Regions from separate parts of the Pan troglodytes genome. Here region 2 is linked to region 1. Evidence: chromatin contacts called from public Hi-C data. All regions are on one chromosome and are shown on one strand. The core of a region is the stretch at or near the end of the contact, and the rest is flanking DNA. Distances in the headings are between cores, read along the strand shown. Region 1 overlaps GINS4 (GINS complex subunit 4). Region 2 overlaps ANK1 (ankyrin 1).

What was found. A called contact is a pair of places that touch in the nucleus more often than the background predicts.
Region 2: a Hi-C map of induced pluripotent stem cells shows a contact between it and region 1, with 2.2 times the contacts expected there. The contact joins two enhancer-like sites. A contact is called at or near these places in 3 of 7 Hi-C or Micro-C datasets (blood, induced pluripotent stem cells and stem cell-derived neural progenitor cells).

What each region holds. Positions count from the first base shown.
Region 1 is chr7:49,842,306-49,850,265 of NHGRI_mPanTro3-v2.0_pri, reverse strand. GINS4 (GINS complex subunit 4) reads right to left here. Exons shown (of 9, transcript XM_063817054.1): 5 at 7,852-7,949; 6 at 7,623-7,711; 7 at 5,652-5,742; 8 at 5,426-5,560; 9 at 2,518-3,600. The coding sequence ends at 5,464. Among named protein-coding and RNA genes, the nearest start is that of GINS4, 14 kb to the right of the region's middle. Within about 2 kb of position 4,690, at least 3 of the 24 cell types and tissues checked have an H3K27ac peak or open chromatin away from gene starts, as enhancers often do. A contact at or near this core is called in induced pluripotent stem cells and stem cell-derived neural progenitor cells, where this site is marked.
Region 2 is chr7:50,124,786-50,132,745 of NHGRI_mPanTro3-v2.0_pri, reverse strand. All of the region lies in intron 1 of ANK1 (ankyrin 1), which reads left to right. Among named protein-coding and RNA genes, the nearest start is that of ANK1, 69 kb to the left of the region's middle. Within about 2 kb of position 3,190, at least 16 of the 24 cell types and tissues checked have an H3K27ac peak or open chromatin away from gene starts, as enhancers often do. A contact at or near this core is called in induced pluripotent stem cells and stem cell-derived neural progenitor cells, where this site is marked.

The DNA.
Region 1 (7,960 bases), core at 3,441-5,940:
CAAGGCAGATGGATCACTTCAGGCCAGGAATTCGAGACCAGCCTGGCTAACATGGCGAACCCCCGTCTCCACTAAAAATACAAAAATTAGCCAGGTGTGGTGGCACATGCCTGTAGTCCCAGCTATTGGGGAGGCTGAGACAGGAGAATCACTAGAACCCGGGAGGCAAAGGTTGCAGTGAGCCGAGATTGCCACTGCACTCCAGCCTGGGCAACAGGGCGAGACTATGTCCTACCAAATTATAACAAAACAAAAACATCCAATCAAATGGGGGTTTGACTTATTCTCAACAGGACAAAATTCACTTATATTGCCATGGGCATGCATCATCTGCATAGCAAGACAAGAAATATTCACATCATTATAAGTTTTCTATAAATCAACTTGTACCTCTACAGAGTTGTAAAATTTAAAGACATGGGCACACAGCACACAGGGATCAAGCATTACATTGAAAGGATAGCCAGTAATGTTTTGCCCATTCCAAAATCTCAAATTTTTCCTTGCATAGGTATGTTGTGGAGATTTACAAGTTAATCTACTTTAAAAACAGCTTGATGTGGCCAGGCACGGTAGCTCACGCCTGTAATCCCACCACTTTGGGAGGCTGAGGCGGGCGGATCACCTGAGGTCAGGAGTTCGAGACCAGCCTGGCCAGCATGGTGAAACCCTGTCTCTACTAAAAAAAAAAAAAAAAAAAAAAATTAGCCAGATGTGGTGGCAGGTGCCTGTAATCCCAGCTACTCGGGAAGCTGAGGCAGGAGAATTGCTTGAACCCGGAAGGTGGAGGTTGCAGTGAGCCAAGATTGTGACATTGCGCTCCAGGCTGGGCAACAGAGCAAGACTCTGTCTCAAAAACAAAAACAAAAAGAGCTTCATGCATAGTAAACTTGGTAAATTAAATATTCTCATTGCCTGCAGAATCTCCTATATATACGGCCAGGCGTGGTGGTTCACACCTGTAATCCCAGCACTTGGGAGGCCAAGGTGGGCAGATCATGAGGTCAGGAGATCAAGACCATCTTGGCTAACACGGTGAAACCCCGTCTCTACTAAAAATACAAAAAATTAGCCGGGCGTGGTGGCACACACCTGTAGTCCCAGCTACTTGGGAGGCTGAGGCAGGAGAATCACTTGAACCCGGGAGACGGAGGTTGCAGTGAGTTGAGATCGTGCCACTGCACTCCAGCCTGGGTGACAGAGTGAGACTCTATCTCAAAAAAAAAAAAAAAAAAAAGAATCTCATATATATGTATGTATACACACATATATTTGAGACAGAGTCTTGCTCTGTCACTCAGACTGGATTGCAGTGGTGCAATCATAGCTCACTGCAGCCTCAACCTCTTGGGCTCAAGCAATCCTCCTATCTCAGCCTCTCAAACAGCTGGGACTACAGATGCACATCAGCACGCCAGGCTAATTGTTTTATTCCCTGTAGAGACAGAGTCTCACTATGTTGCCCAGGCTGGTCTGGAACTCCTGGGCTCAAGTGATCCTCCCACCTTGGCCTCCCAAAGTTGCTGGGATTACAGGTGTAAGCCACCAAGCCTGGGCCGGTACATCTCTTTGAATACACCCAGTAGTTGTTTCTTAGCCATGGAATGAATATCCGATTTTTCGGAAATAGCCAAGCTATTTGAAACCAAATCTGTTAAATAAGTACAGAATACTGATTTTGTTTTTTTAAAAAACAAAGGTTTTTTGGACAATATAATGAGAGCGCTTTCATAGCTAGTTGATTAGATACATTTGAAAAATCAGTTCTTACAGAATTCTAAATGGGATATTTGGCTTCCCAAGATAAATTAAAGAACACTATATGAAGAATTGACATATATGTGTTTGCTTAAAAATGCACTCTGCAGCTGGGCATGGTGGCTCACACCTGTAATCCCAGCACTTTGGGAGGCCGAGGCAGGCAGATCATTTGAGGTCAGGAGTTCAAAACCAGGCTGGCCAACATGGTGAAACCCTATCTCTACTAAAAATACAAAAATTAGCTGGGTGTCATGGTGTGTACCTGTAATCCCAGCTACTTGGGAGGCTGAGGCAGGAGAATCGCTTGAACCCAGGAGGCGGAGGTTGCAGTGAGCTGAGATTGTACCACTGCACTCCAGCCAGGGCGACATCTCAAAAAAACAAAAACAAAACCAAAGCACTCTGCAAGCTTCCTGGCTAACTCTTGTACATTGCAGCAGGGGAAGTTTGATGCCTCTGAGGGCGATGCCAAAGCCAGGCGGGCTGCTGGGGTGTGAGCATGGAGTAAATGCAGCAAGGTCACAGATGACGGATGATGACTGCGGTGGGAAAACCCACATAGGGGCCTGCAAGCACGTCTCAGGAAGAGCTGTCTTGCTAGGGGCAAACTTACGGTAAAAGGATGACGCCATCATTTGATAAAATGTTCTGTCATGCTTTTAGTGGCAAGTTTTTAACAATAAAGCAAAACACTCACCATGAACCAAATGTTAAAATCAATGTCAACCAAGTCACATCATTTCCTGTTCCACTTGGTTTTGAAATTCAACTTCTCCTTTATTTAAAAATGACATCAAAACCAGTCTTCTCTTGAAGAGGTAATTTAGGAAATGGAGCAATTTACTGTGGTTTTAGAGGATGTAAAGTGCTCCGTGCAGTTGGACATGTACAGGGCAGCAGCTGGAGGCATGAGGATGTAGAGCCGTCATTCAATGTGGTCCCCGGGCCAGCAGCAACTGCACAACATGGGAGCTCCTTAGAAAGGCAGGATCCTGGACCTCACCCTGTTTCAGAACCTACATTTTTTTTTTAATTTGCAAAAATTTATTCATATACAAATGTGCAATGTCAATAAAATGACCAAATAGGTTTGTTCTTGAAACATTTTCAATTGAATGGGAATTAAGTGCTTTTGAAAAGTGACAAAATGATCATACAGTGAAGTTGTCTCTTTCTTTATATAACAAGCATAAATCAGGTACTAACTCTTGATTTTACTCTGAATTAACCATGACATACTAAATGAACTTGGGCTTCAGGCAGAACCTACATCTTAAGGCGAGCTCCAGGCGATGGGTATGCACATTAAGGCTTAGGAAGCACACTGTTCTAGGTAACAGCTCAGGTCTCTGGGCTTAGCACTACAGGGAGAACGTGACTAGGAAATGCAGACTTGGGTTCTGATCTCAGGCTTACCACTAAATATCTGCTGTTTCCCACAGCCCTGCCCGCTTCTCAGGACTGTGGGGGACCAAATGGGATCCTTATTAACAAGGTCCTGTAAGATCTGGGTCCAGCCTGCCTCAGACCTTATCATGTACTACTTTCTATTTTGAGTTGGGCTTTCTAACCAGGCTGACCTCAAGTAGAGCTTGTTTCTGCCTCACGGCCTTTGCACAGGCTGTTTTCTCTGCCTGGAACACCCTCCCTTTTGACCTCTGCACTGCAGCTGCCTCCTGTTAATCAGATCTCAGCCTAAATGTTGTCTCTCCAGTGAGACCCTCCAGGGACTGCACGAGTATCAAATACCTTTGTCAAGAAATAAAACCTCCCCAGGCTGTGCGCAGTGGCTCACGCCTATAATTCCAGCACTTTGGGAGGCCGAGGTGGGTGGATCACCTGGGGTCAGGAGCTCGAGACCAGCTTGGCCAGCATCATGAAACCCCATCTCTACTAAAAATACAAAAAATTAGTCGGGTGTGGTGGTGCGCACCTATAATACCAGCTACTCGGGAGGCTGGGGCAGGAGAATCTCTTGAACCCAGGAGGTGGAGGCTGCAGTGAGCCGTGTTCACACCACTGCCACTCCAGCCTGGGCAACAAGAGGGAAACTCCGTCTCAAAAAAGAAAAAAAAAAAAAGACCTCCCTTGCTTTCCCCTACTGATTTCTCTTGGAAATGACAGCAATGTTACCCTGATTACTCTCGCAGCCCATACCCTGCAAATGGAAATCTGCCAACTTCAACCAGGAAGAAAAGACTGGAATGCAGGTTGCTTTTTATAGCATTTCAAGGAAAGATCATTCATTCACTGCCTATACATCCTTCCTTCCGGCATCACTGTGAGACTCTGCATGCACATTAATTTCATCCATTCCTCTTGAAAAAGTGAAGGACTTAAACCAGAAAAGCGGCCATAGGTCACAATACAAGATGGTTAACGTCACTCTGTTAACAGTGCCTTGGCCAAGGACAGCCAGATGGCCCGGAGGCTGACTTGGCAAAGCTGCTGGAGAGTTGGGGAGGGCTGCGGGTTAACAGCAGGGAGCACATACTTCATTAAACTACAAGCCGGGAGCCGTCCAGAGGTGCCTTCTGCTGCAGAATGGAAATTTAATAATGGTTTATTGGTTTAGTTGTGATTTTCAATTAAGCATGACAGAAATTGGTTTTAAGTCCAATATTAGAGGTTCTAAAATGTTAGTTTACACAGTCTAATGATGTATGACGGGAGAAGGCCACAGCTGTTTTCTTTAATCTATTTACAATCTTCGCAGCAGAAAGGCTAAATGAACTCTCCTACCATTATCAGGTCAGGGCTAAATGCAGCCCCGATCACAGGCAGTGATGCCTTCTTATGAACTACTTCTGCCTGACTTTCCTTAGCTCAGAAAATACTACAAAGGGAAAAGGCATGCTGAGAGCCTCTGCTGCTCCGCCAAGTGTGCAGAACAAACAGTACAATGGCCCCATCTACTGACACGGGCTAAAACAGCAGACAGGACATGCAGCAACACAAGCAATCCTGCCTCGAGCTCCGCTTCACACCCGTGACCCACAGCACTGCTGAGGAATGTCTGATGCCTAGTAAACTACTTTATTATTGTCCTCAGGCACAACGTGATACGAGGGGTTTCTAGTATTTTCTCTAGGGTTCCAGGTCTTCATTCTTGTTTACGCCTAGTGTGCTTTTTTTTTTTTTTTTTTTGGAAATGGAGTCTCGCTCTGTCGCCCAGGCTAGAGTGCAATGGCACGATCTTGGCTCACTGCAAGCTCCACCTCCCGGGTTCACGCCATTCTCCTGCCTCAGCCTCCCGAGTAGATGGGCCCGCCACCATGCCTGGCTAATTTTTTGTATTTTTAGTAGAGATGGGTTTAGTAGAGATGGGGTTTAGTAGCCAGGATGGTCTTGATCTCCTGACCTCATGAGTTTATGCCTAGTTTGTTTTTTTTTTGTTTTTTGTTTTTTGAGACAAAGTCTCACTGTCACCCAGGCTGGAGTGCAATGGCACGACCTCGGCTCACTGCAACCTCCTGCTCCCAGGTTCAAGCGATTCTCCTGCCCCGGCCTCCTGAGTAGCTGGGATTACAGGTGCACACCACCACACCCAGCTAATTATTTTGTATTTTTAGTAAAGATGGGGTTTCACCATGTTGGTCCGGTTGGTCTCGAACTCCTGACCTCATGATCCGCCCGCCTCGGCCTCCCAAAGTGCTGGGATTACAGGCTTGAGCCACCATGCCTGGCTGTTTATGCCTAGTTTTAAATTAGCTGGACAGCTCCAGATGCAACTAGAGGTGCAATGGTTTTGTATCGGATCAAGTGCTGTGAGCCCTTCTCCAGGTCAATCACGTAGTCCCTGAAAAAGAGGGAAACACATTTGCCTGCAGAGCTCCGCTGGCCCTCCATCGGGAGGAACGTGCCCACTGTGAAAGATGCACGCCACTCACCTCTGCTCATCTGTGTCTGGTTCTACCAGTATGTTTTCTTGTCGTTCTCTCACTCTCAGAAACACGTAAGAATCTAGATCTGGTTTGGGAACTGCCAGGAAAACAACAATGTGATTAGGAAATCCTCGGCCAACAAAGTCAACAAAGTAAAAGTTGCTGGGAAGAATGGTATGGCACACTCAGGGTTTAGATAGGAGCCCAGCCCATTCCTACTCTTCTAAGATGCAGACAGAGTGGCTGACCAGGGAGGAAACTGGACACAGATTGGGCCTTTTGTTTTCCTCAGGCAGCCTCAGCAAAATGACCAATTCAGGGTTCCACAAGTCTGGTATGGGTCTGACTTGCTCCTGGTGTTATGGGCTACACTGTGTCCCTGCAGAATTCATATGTTGAAGCCCTAACCCCCAGTATTTCAGCGTGGGATTGTATTCGGAAACAGGGCTTTTAAAGAGGCAATTAAGTGAAAGCGAGGCCAAGTAGTGTGGGCCCTAATCCAATCTGACTGGTGTCTTATAAGAAGAGAATAGGCCAGGCACAGTGGCTTATGCCTGTGATCTCAGCATTTTAATCCAATCTGACTGGTGTCTTATAAGAAGAGAATAGGCCAGGCACAGTGGCTTATGCCTGTGATCTCAGCATTTTGAGAGGCTGAGGCTGGAGGATCAATTGAGGCCAGGAGTTTGACACCAGCCTACGCAACATAGCAAGATTCTGTCTCCACAAAAAAATTTTAAAAATAATAGCCAAGCATGGTGGCACATGCCTGTAGTTCCAGCTACTTGGGAAGCTGAGGTGGGAGGATCGCTTGAGCCCAGGAGTTCAAGGCTGCAGTGAGCTATGACAGCGTCAATCTACTCCAGCTGGGGCAACTGAGCAAGACCTTGTCTCAAAAAATAAAAAGCAAACAAAAAACAAAACTCAAAAGGTGGGGGGGAGGGAGGGGACTAGGACACACAGAGACTAGGATTAGTGATCTTATAAAAGTAGCCTGAGAGTCTGCTTGCCCCTTCCCTTCTCTGTGAGGACATATGGAAGGCGCCATCTATGAGGAACAGGCTCTTGGCAGACACTGAATCTGTGGGGGCCTGGATCCTGGACTTCCCAGTCTCCATAACTGTGAGCAGCCCAAAGGCACTAAGACCCTGTTCCACCACCGCAGGGGTGGCTGTGTGGTCCCCAGCCCCAGCACAGGCTGGGCAGAGATGAATTTCCAGGGCTCGGGTGTACTGGAGCTCGTTTGATTTGGTGTGGCAATTTTGCCTGAGGAGGTCTTGCTTGGATCTGGTGCACTGTGAAACACTGAGGAACATGGGCTTTATCCTGTAAGCCAGGGCCCCCGGTGGGTTGATCCGACGTTAAGGGCTCTGCCTATACCTCCCTTTCCTTGCTCGGCAGCCCTTAGGGGCTGGTGCGAAGAGGCCCGAGGAGGGGCTCCGGCCAAGCTCCCCTTCCCCGGCTCCCCTCCCTCCTCTCTCCACACCCTCCAACCTGCTCCCTCTTCTGAGGCCACAGGGACTCACTGGAGGTCTCCCTAGCCTCCTATTTCAGCCCTCCCCTCCAGCTAGACGGGCCCTGTGCATTCTGGGACCTGTGACGAAGAGACGGCCAGCCCCTCTGAGCAGGGGCAATGTTGGCGTAGGCTCTGCAGTGCTGGTACTCGGGGCTGCCAGCACCTCACAGAGGCTCAGCAGATGGCTACTGAAGGCGAACGCGGCTCCATGCCCGAGTCTACAAGCACCAGTGCAGTCATGGGGCTCAGCCCACCCCAGGGAACAAGGAAGCAATGCTCAAATGCCTACCATTGGATCTGCTTTCCGTGATTTTTTTGGTCTTTAGCTAGAATCCTTGCTCTTCTTTCTGTTTATCTACATACTTATTTTTTTGTATTTGGGTAAAAACAGTGAAGAGAGGATCCTACCCTGGGACACCTGAGGATGGGTGGGCCACCTGCAGGGAGAACGTCCTGTTTACCTGCCCGAAAGAGGTCCACCTTCTGTAAGTTAGGGGGCATGTGCTTCAAGGCGACATTTTTCAGATAGGACTCTGTGTTCGCCATGAACCTGAAAGACATGGATTCAAATCGCTGTGGTGTACACAGCTGATGGACGTCCAAGGTTAGCAGGCAGCAGCGCACAGGCCTCTAGGACAGGCCTCATGCTGAACCAGCCAGGTGCCCCACGCCAACGGCTCACTCACTCACTCTCTGGCAAAGGCCAACTCTTCCGGTGAGAGGCTGGAAGGCTCCCCCTCAGGACGTGTTTTTTCCTTCTCAAGGACATGAGGGAAAAACTTCTCTATCTGTGAGGATA
Region 2 (7,960 bases), core at 1,941-4,440, 280 kb before region 1:
TCTGACAAATGCACAGTCATGTATCATCACCATGGTCAAGATACAGACAGATCCATCGCCCCGCAAAATTCTCTTGTGCTGCCCCTCAGTAGGCAAATCCTCCCCGCTTTTCCCACCCCTGCCACCACAGATCTATTCTTCACCCCTGGATTTTCCCTTTTCCCAATTGTCTCCTAAATGGGATCATATAGTCCGAAGGCCTTGCATCCGTGTAGCAGCATGCTTTTGGGATGCACCCGTGTTGCTGTGTGAATCCACATTCGCTCCTTAGTAGCACTCCACTGTACGATGTGCTGCGGTTGGTCTATTTATTCACACGCTGAGGACGTGTGGGTTGACTCCAGTCTGGGGCGGTGATAAAAAAAAATAAAGCTGCTCTGAAAATTTGGGTACAGGTACCTTCTTAATGGTCCTTCCTTCCTTCCTTCCTTCCTTCCCTCCTTTTCTTTCCTTTCATTCCTTTTTTCTTTTTCTTCTTCTTTTTTTTTTGACGGACTTTTGCTCTGCACTGGAGTGCAATGGCGCAATCTTGGCTCACTTGTAACCTCCGATTCCTGGGTTCAAGCAATCCTTCTGCCTCAGTTTCCCGAGTAGCTGAAACTACAGGCATGTGCCTCCACACCCCACCAATTTTTGTATTTTTAGTAGAGATGGGGTTTCACCATGTTTTCCAGGCTGGTCTTGAACTTTTGACTTCAAGTGATCCGCCCACCTTGGCCTCCCAAAGTGCTGGGATTACATGCATGAGCCACCATGCCCGGCAAACATGGGTTTTCATTTATCAGGTAAATACCCAGGAGTGGGATTGCTGGGTCATGTGCAAAGTATGTTACCGTTAGAAGAAGAAACTCTTGGGGCTTGAGGTATGAGCGCCCGCAGCTGCCCACACTTTTCAGACGATAGCCCCAGATTGCTGAGGGGCTTTCGGTTTTACAGATGGGGAAATGGAGGCCTTGAGAGGTCAGATGACGAGTCCATAGTTTTAAGGAAGGTCGTCGTCAAGGTCCAGGCGGAGCCTTGTCTCCTGTCTCCCAGGCCGCTGTGCTTTCGTCTGTATCTCAGTTCCCTTCATCATCTGTTGCTGCAAGCTTATTCTCATGGGATCCGTTTATGGGACACATTGGGCCACCAACAATTAACCCCTCCATGCACTGATAAGGAATGTGACCAAAAAGATTAATCCATTTGGTGAGGTGACCAAGTGATTATGTAAACAGCCGTGTTGATGAACAGAATCTATCTTCAAAGGTTATGACAGTATTATACACACAGCCCTCATGCTGGGCATTTGGCTTGATGGAGCTGTCTGCAAAATTATTCTTCAATGATTCATCTACCAGATTATTCTTCTCAGACCCTTTCAAGCAGAACCGACACAGAACTGGTGTCTGCGTTTCTTTGGCACTGGGTAGGTAGGAGCTGTTTGCTTTTCTTACTCGCTTCTGACTCCCTTTGCCTTGGGATTTGGGTCCTATCCCCGAAAGCCCTAGTCCCAGACAACCTTTTCTTTACCTGCTTCAAGCTTAGAATCAAGAGAGCAGTTCCTGACACTCCCTGGGAATCTTGGCTTTACCACAATTCTAGCTTTTGAACATTTCAATGGAGGATTAATTGTTATTCATGCTGTCATTGTTATGTAGGTCATTTTTTCTTTGGATCAAGTTGACGGGATTTTATTATCTGTGGAAAGCAGCCATATACCAGAATGAAGAATACTTTCGATTGATGATTTAGCTTAAAAATAGTTTCCTCTTTTAATAAGCCTTATTCAGGAACAAATGACCCCAGAGGGAAACTGGGTGCTTATCTAGTAGCCTATGTATTTTGCAGAGAATTTCTAGAAATGTGTGTATTTTGAAGAAAAGAAGAGGGGCTTTGGCTGTTTGGTCCTGGAGATGGGTCTAGGAGCCTGGGGTGGGGGCATCTATTGGTCTCTCCTAGCTGACCCCTGCCCAGAGAACTGCAGTGCCCCTTGCCCAAATAAAAGGTATGCCCGAGTGGCTGAGTGGGTGTTTCTAGTTGGATTACTGCAGGCTCAACATTAGATTCACCAAATCATTATTTAGTACTTGCTCTGTGCTGGGCAAAATTTCATTGATGTTATCGGAGGAATATCTAGGCAAAGAGAGGAGACCTCACTTATAAAAACTAAAGGCCTTGTCACGTCAGATTTTTTTTTTTTTTTTTTTTGAGACGGAGTCTCGCTCTGTCGCCCAGGCTGGAGTGCAGTGGGGCGATCTCGGCTCACTGCAAGTTCAGCCTCCTGGGTTCACGCCATTCTCCTGCCTCAGCCTCCCAAGTAGCTGGGACTACAGGCGCCCGCCACCACGCCCGGCTAATTTTTTGTATTTTTAGTAGAGACGGGGTTTCACCGTGTTAGCCAGGACGGTCTCCATCTCTTGATCTCGTGATCTGCCTGCCTCGGCCTCCCAAAGTGCTGGGATTACAGGCATGAACCACTGCGCCCGGCCCAGATTTCTTTTTAAAAGGCAGTTAGGGATGGCAGTCTTAAACAATGAGCTCCCCTAGTGCCCTTCCAATGGAGAAGCACAACGAGCATCTAATTTGTAAATACCAGGTCTTACACGGTGAGTGGGACTAGGAGAAGGCATCGACTGCACGCTGGGGTCAGTTGCCTGGGAGCGAATCCAGCTCCACTCCCTGCTGTGGCCTTGAGCAAGTAGCACTTAACCTCTCTGAGCCTCTTTCTGCATCTGAAAAATGGGATTTGTCGTGACCCCACTCATAAGGTTGCGATGGGCATGTGCCCCCTGAGAAACATCAGTAAGGTGGCAAGGGTGGCGAAGACGCTGTTCCTCGGGTTTTGTTCCAACGACGAAAGCTAAGTTCATCAAGCCACAAGAAGAAACCTCAGATTTTTTTTCCCGCTAGGAAATGTGAAAATTGAAGGTTTCCTTTGAAGCCTTGTGGCAGAAGCTTCTGAAAGCCGAGTCACAGATCTGGCACAGTGCTGTCCCAAACGCCGCTGATGTGCAAACGGTGGCCCCCGTCCCCGTAGGGAGGCCAGAATGGGACAGCAGAGATTGCGGCAGGGTGTCCGGTGAGCAGGGGACCCTCACGGACGGGTCTAGACGCGAGACTAGGATTTATTTATTAATTCTTTCAACAGCGGCGGTGGAATCAAGATGGCCTAGAGGGCGCCAGGGGGCGCTCTGGAGAGGACGGACGGCAGATCCGAATGGGCCCCGAGGAGGGCGGCGCCCCGGGTCACCCGCGACTTCTGCGGAACCCGCCTTTGCTGCGCAGTTTTCGGGATTCGCGGGAAGAAGGCGCAGCCTCCCAGGCCCAACTCTCTCCCCAGCACTTTCGCGTGGAAAATCTTCAGGAAAATGAAATGTAGCTCCCCGTATCCCCTCTCCCCAAAGATGTAAAGGACTCTGGAGCGGGTGCGAGGAGCAGTTCCTGTTTCATTACGAGCGCCCCCTCTCCAGCCCGGTCATTGTAGTGCGAACCAGAACAGTCAAATTAACAGAGGCACTCAGGAGCCTTTTAGTGCTACTGTTCCAGGAACTGAAGAGGCCTCGGTATGGGAATCCCCACAGAGTAATAAACAGCACGTGGTTGGAGCGCCGAGGAGGAGACTCGCTCCACCTGGTGGCGGTGATGTCCTCTCGCAGGAGGTGGCAGGACACAGAGGCTGGCGGCCACAGACGGGATCTGTAATTCAGTGCCCGCCATCACGCACCTCGGCCTGGCCCTGTGCAGCTTGGAAGCTGGAGACGGAGAAGGTGGAAAATGAGAGTTCATGGAGTGTCGGGCCTAAGCTGAAGGAGGCGGCGCTGCACGCACAGACGAAGGAAGGCGGCCCAGGACGGCTGCTTGGTGTAGAGGCCACAGCCCAGCACGGGCGGGGCGGGGCGGAGCGGGAGGATGGGCGGGAACGGCGCTGGGTGTTCCTGCTTCCTCCTCTAGCTCGCAGCCTTTCATAGGAAATTAAACATTCAGCACCGGAGGACCGACCGGGAACTCCATCATTTTGATTCCAGCCTGGTGCCCAGGGTCTGGAATCAAAATCCCTGAGCGCTCGCGGCCCTGGGGCGGGGCTGAACCCTGAATGATCTTAGTCTGTTTTAATAGGAGAGTTGCAAACAGTGGGGGCTTCCTCTTTATTGCTTGGGCAAGGGTGTGTGTGTCGGGGGGTGGGGGGGGCGGTGTGTATCTATGTATGCATGTGTGAGTGCGTGTGTGTATGTGGGTGTGTGCACGCGTGAGTGTGCATGTGTGTGGGCGGGTGGGTGTGTGGGGTGTGTGAGTGGGTGTATGTATGCGTGTGTGTGAGTGTGAGTGGGTGTGCGTGTGAGTGTGTGTATATGAGGGGATGTGTGTGGAGATGGGTGGGTATTTGTGTGTGTGTGTGTGTGAAGAAATAGCCTTTGTAAAACGAGGTCAAAAAATACCTTTTATTACTTTAATGTTATAAAATAACTGTAGTTAACTTGCAATCCTGTCTAACCTACATTTCCTTTTAAAGGCCATTACATTTTGTTTTATTTTAAAGCTGTGAAGATAGTATGTGGAGAGTTTGCATCTCATTATTTCTTCATTTGATGCTTGACTAATTCAGGCCCTAAATTCCAACTCAGAGAGCAGTCTAAGACGCTAGCAGTCCTGTGTGGGTGCATCTTGGCCAGCTACTCTGGCGGAGGCATACATCTCATTCACACCAGCAAGGGGAAAGGCTGGATTAGGAAAACGCAAGATGTGAGTCCTGTACTTTTCTTACAAGTATTGCTACCATTAGATGGGTATTTATTCCTGGCTCCCAGCAACCTTGTCTGAGAATTTTCACTTTTGCATAGAAACAAAAAAAGGGTAGGGGAATATGGAGCTCAAATATTGTGAAGCAATCTGAAAATCAGCAAACATTACTGAGCACTACTATGTGTAAGACAAGGTTGCTGATTATTAAGGGCTTATATTATTATCAGCAACAGAAAACCAATTCTCAAAGTCATTAGAAAAGACAATAGATCAAGCAGTGAATTATGCAATCTGTGCAGCAAAGGCTAAACATATTGACAGGAACATACATATAGACCAGAATTATTAGGCAAGGCTTTACAGGATGGAGAATTAAAGGCAGGGAAAGATTTAGATGGATGGAGGGGAGGAGAGGGGAATTTGAAAACTCACATGGAGATCCAAGGATAAGAGCAGAATGTTTATTGTTACGACAAGGCTAGAAAAAAAATGAAGGGTACAAAATATTATGCATGGTATAATTCCAGTTCTGGAAAAACATGTATTATTCATGTGCAAAGAAAAAAGACTAAGCAAATGCATCAAAATGTAAATCATGTTTAGGATGTGATAGATTATGGGTGATTTTTAGTTTCCTCTTTTTACTTTTTGGTATTTCCTATTTTCAATGAAATGATTTATTCTTATCACTAGAAAAGAAAATGTTGTTCCTTATTTGGAGAAGGGCCGGCTCAGGTGCTGGTGGGACAGTGGGACACTCAGCACACAGTGAGCCTGGGGTGCAGGGGAATCCAGAGGCCCAGGCAGCAGAGACAGAGGGCAGGGGATGGTGCTAAGCCAGGGAGTGGGTGGTGTAGGCTGTCTTTGAGACCTGGGCAGCAGGAGTGAGCATGGTGACCTGAGGAGGAAGGGACCAGCTCTGAGGTTACATCAAGGTGGCAGAGCTCCCAGCTTTCCTACAGCCCCAGCCTGTTTTCTCTGGGGACAGTTACAATGAGTAACTTAGACCCCGTGGGGTCATAGACAATCAGCAATGGGCCAGAGTAGGCTTTTCTAGAAAAATAGGGCAATTGCACAGTCAGCAAAGGGAGGATTAGAAATCTCACAGCTGGCAGGTTGGGGGCACCAAGGACCCCTCCCCTCTATAGGATTGGATGCTAGGGGCATACATTTCCTAGTTCTGACATTCCCAAGTCATCAGGCCTGTTGGGATTAGGACTAAAGGCTTGTTAATTGCCTACAAAAAGTCACTAGTGGGCAGGACCAAGGGTGTATTAGTGTGTTCTCATGCTGCTAATAAAGACATACCCGAGACTGGGTAATTTATTAAGAAAAAGAGGTTTAATGGACTCACAGTTCCACATGGCTGGGGAGACCCCACAATCATGGCAGAAGGCAAAGGAGAGCAAAGGCACATCTTACATGGTGGCAGGCAAGAGAACATGTGCAGGGGAACTCCCCTTTATAGAACCATCAGATCTCGTAAGACTTATTTACTATCACAAGAACAGCATGGGAAAGAACCACCCCCATGATTCAATACCTCCCACCGGGTCCCTCCCACAACATGTGGGAATTATGGGAACTACAATTCAAGATGAGATTTGGGTGGGGACACAGCCAAACCATATCAAAGGGTAAGGTGAAATCCCACCACGCTGTGCAGTCTCCACCAGGAGAAAATGGACTTGTTTCAAGTGTTGAGCTCAGGCCTGGTGGTTCACTGAGAAGCTCAGCTTGGTCAACAGGACACAGTTCTCCGAGGCAGTTGCCACAAAGAGACTTGCAGAAACACTGAACGACTTCTGACTGTACGGTGGACATGGGAGGCCAGAGTGATTAAAGTGAAAGTGGGACCCCAAGGCCAGTTCTAGGGGGGACAGAGCTGGAGAGGTTTTGCAGCTTACTAATAATTGTGATGAAAGATTAATAGAGTATTGATCATTTACATTCATAGAAGTACATTTCTTTACCTAATCCACAGAACAGTAACATCATGAGCTCAAAATCTTTTTAGCTAGAAGCCTGTGTCGTAGGAAACTAGAATGGAAGTGCATTTGGAAGAGCAAAAATGTCCTAGTCGGGCGAGCAGCGGCTGCAGCATTGACTCTGGGTCCTGAGCAGAATGCGGCCGAAGTTCCTGTTTCCACCTGGAAGTAGCCGGGCTCAGCCCCAAGGACTTCCCTCCCGTTGTGGCCTCCATGCTCAGGGGCCACTGAAGGGTCATCTTTAGGTTACTCTGTTGGTAACTTGTGAAATTTGGGCTCACTTTTTTGCTCCAGCCGCTTGAGACCAGTGGAAGGAAAGAAATGGGGGCCCTTCACCCTCGAGTGGACCCCACCTCTAGAACCTTGGAAAGAGAGCCTGGCCCTACAGCCAGCCAGCCCCAGCTCCGCAGCCAGCCCTCCACACCCCCTGCCTTCACGCTCTGTGAGCTCAGGCACATCCGGGGGAGCTAGTGAGTCTTTCACCTACACTCCTGACCAGATGCCTTGAACGAGATTCAGGAGAATCCCACACTATGCTGAACTCTGCTGTCTAGAAAATAAGAGTGGTGAAGGCGGGGTCAGGGCAGAGGCTCCACCTTTCCTAGAGCCCCAGATTGCTTTCTCTGGGGACACTTATTTAGAATTTGTGACCCATCTTTATGCAGAATAGAATGCCCCCCTGTCCCTTGAATCACGGTATCTACCACCGTTTTGCTTAATCACAGAACAGTGACTTTTCTGTGGAAATAGAATTTCTGTTTCCATAGGAGTGGTGACATGAAAGCAGCGAGAATTTGCAAAGTCTTAAAATGAATTTGCAAAGGAATCATTTTTAATGTAGTTTGTGCTGACATGTTTCCAGGACTTGAAAGTGAAGAGACTTTTTGTTATGATTACTCATGGCACAACAAACATAGTAGGTGCTTTATAAACATGTGTTGCATGAGTGAGTTAATGACCCAAAGTCATAATAATAATTATAAGACTTTTTAAGTTTAAAAATACTGAAAAAGGGCTGGGCACGGTGGCTCACACTTGTAATCCCAGCACTTTGGGAGGCCGAGGCGGTTGGATCACCTGAGGTCAGGAGTTTCAGACCAGCCTGGCCAACATGGTGAAACCCCATCCCATCTCTACTAAAAATACAAAAATTAACCAGGCATGGTGGCGTGCACCTGTAATCCCAGCTACTCGGGAGGGTGAGGCAGGAGAATTGCTTGAATCTGGGAGGTGGAGGCTGCAGTGAGCCG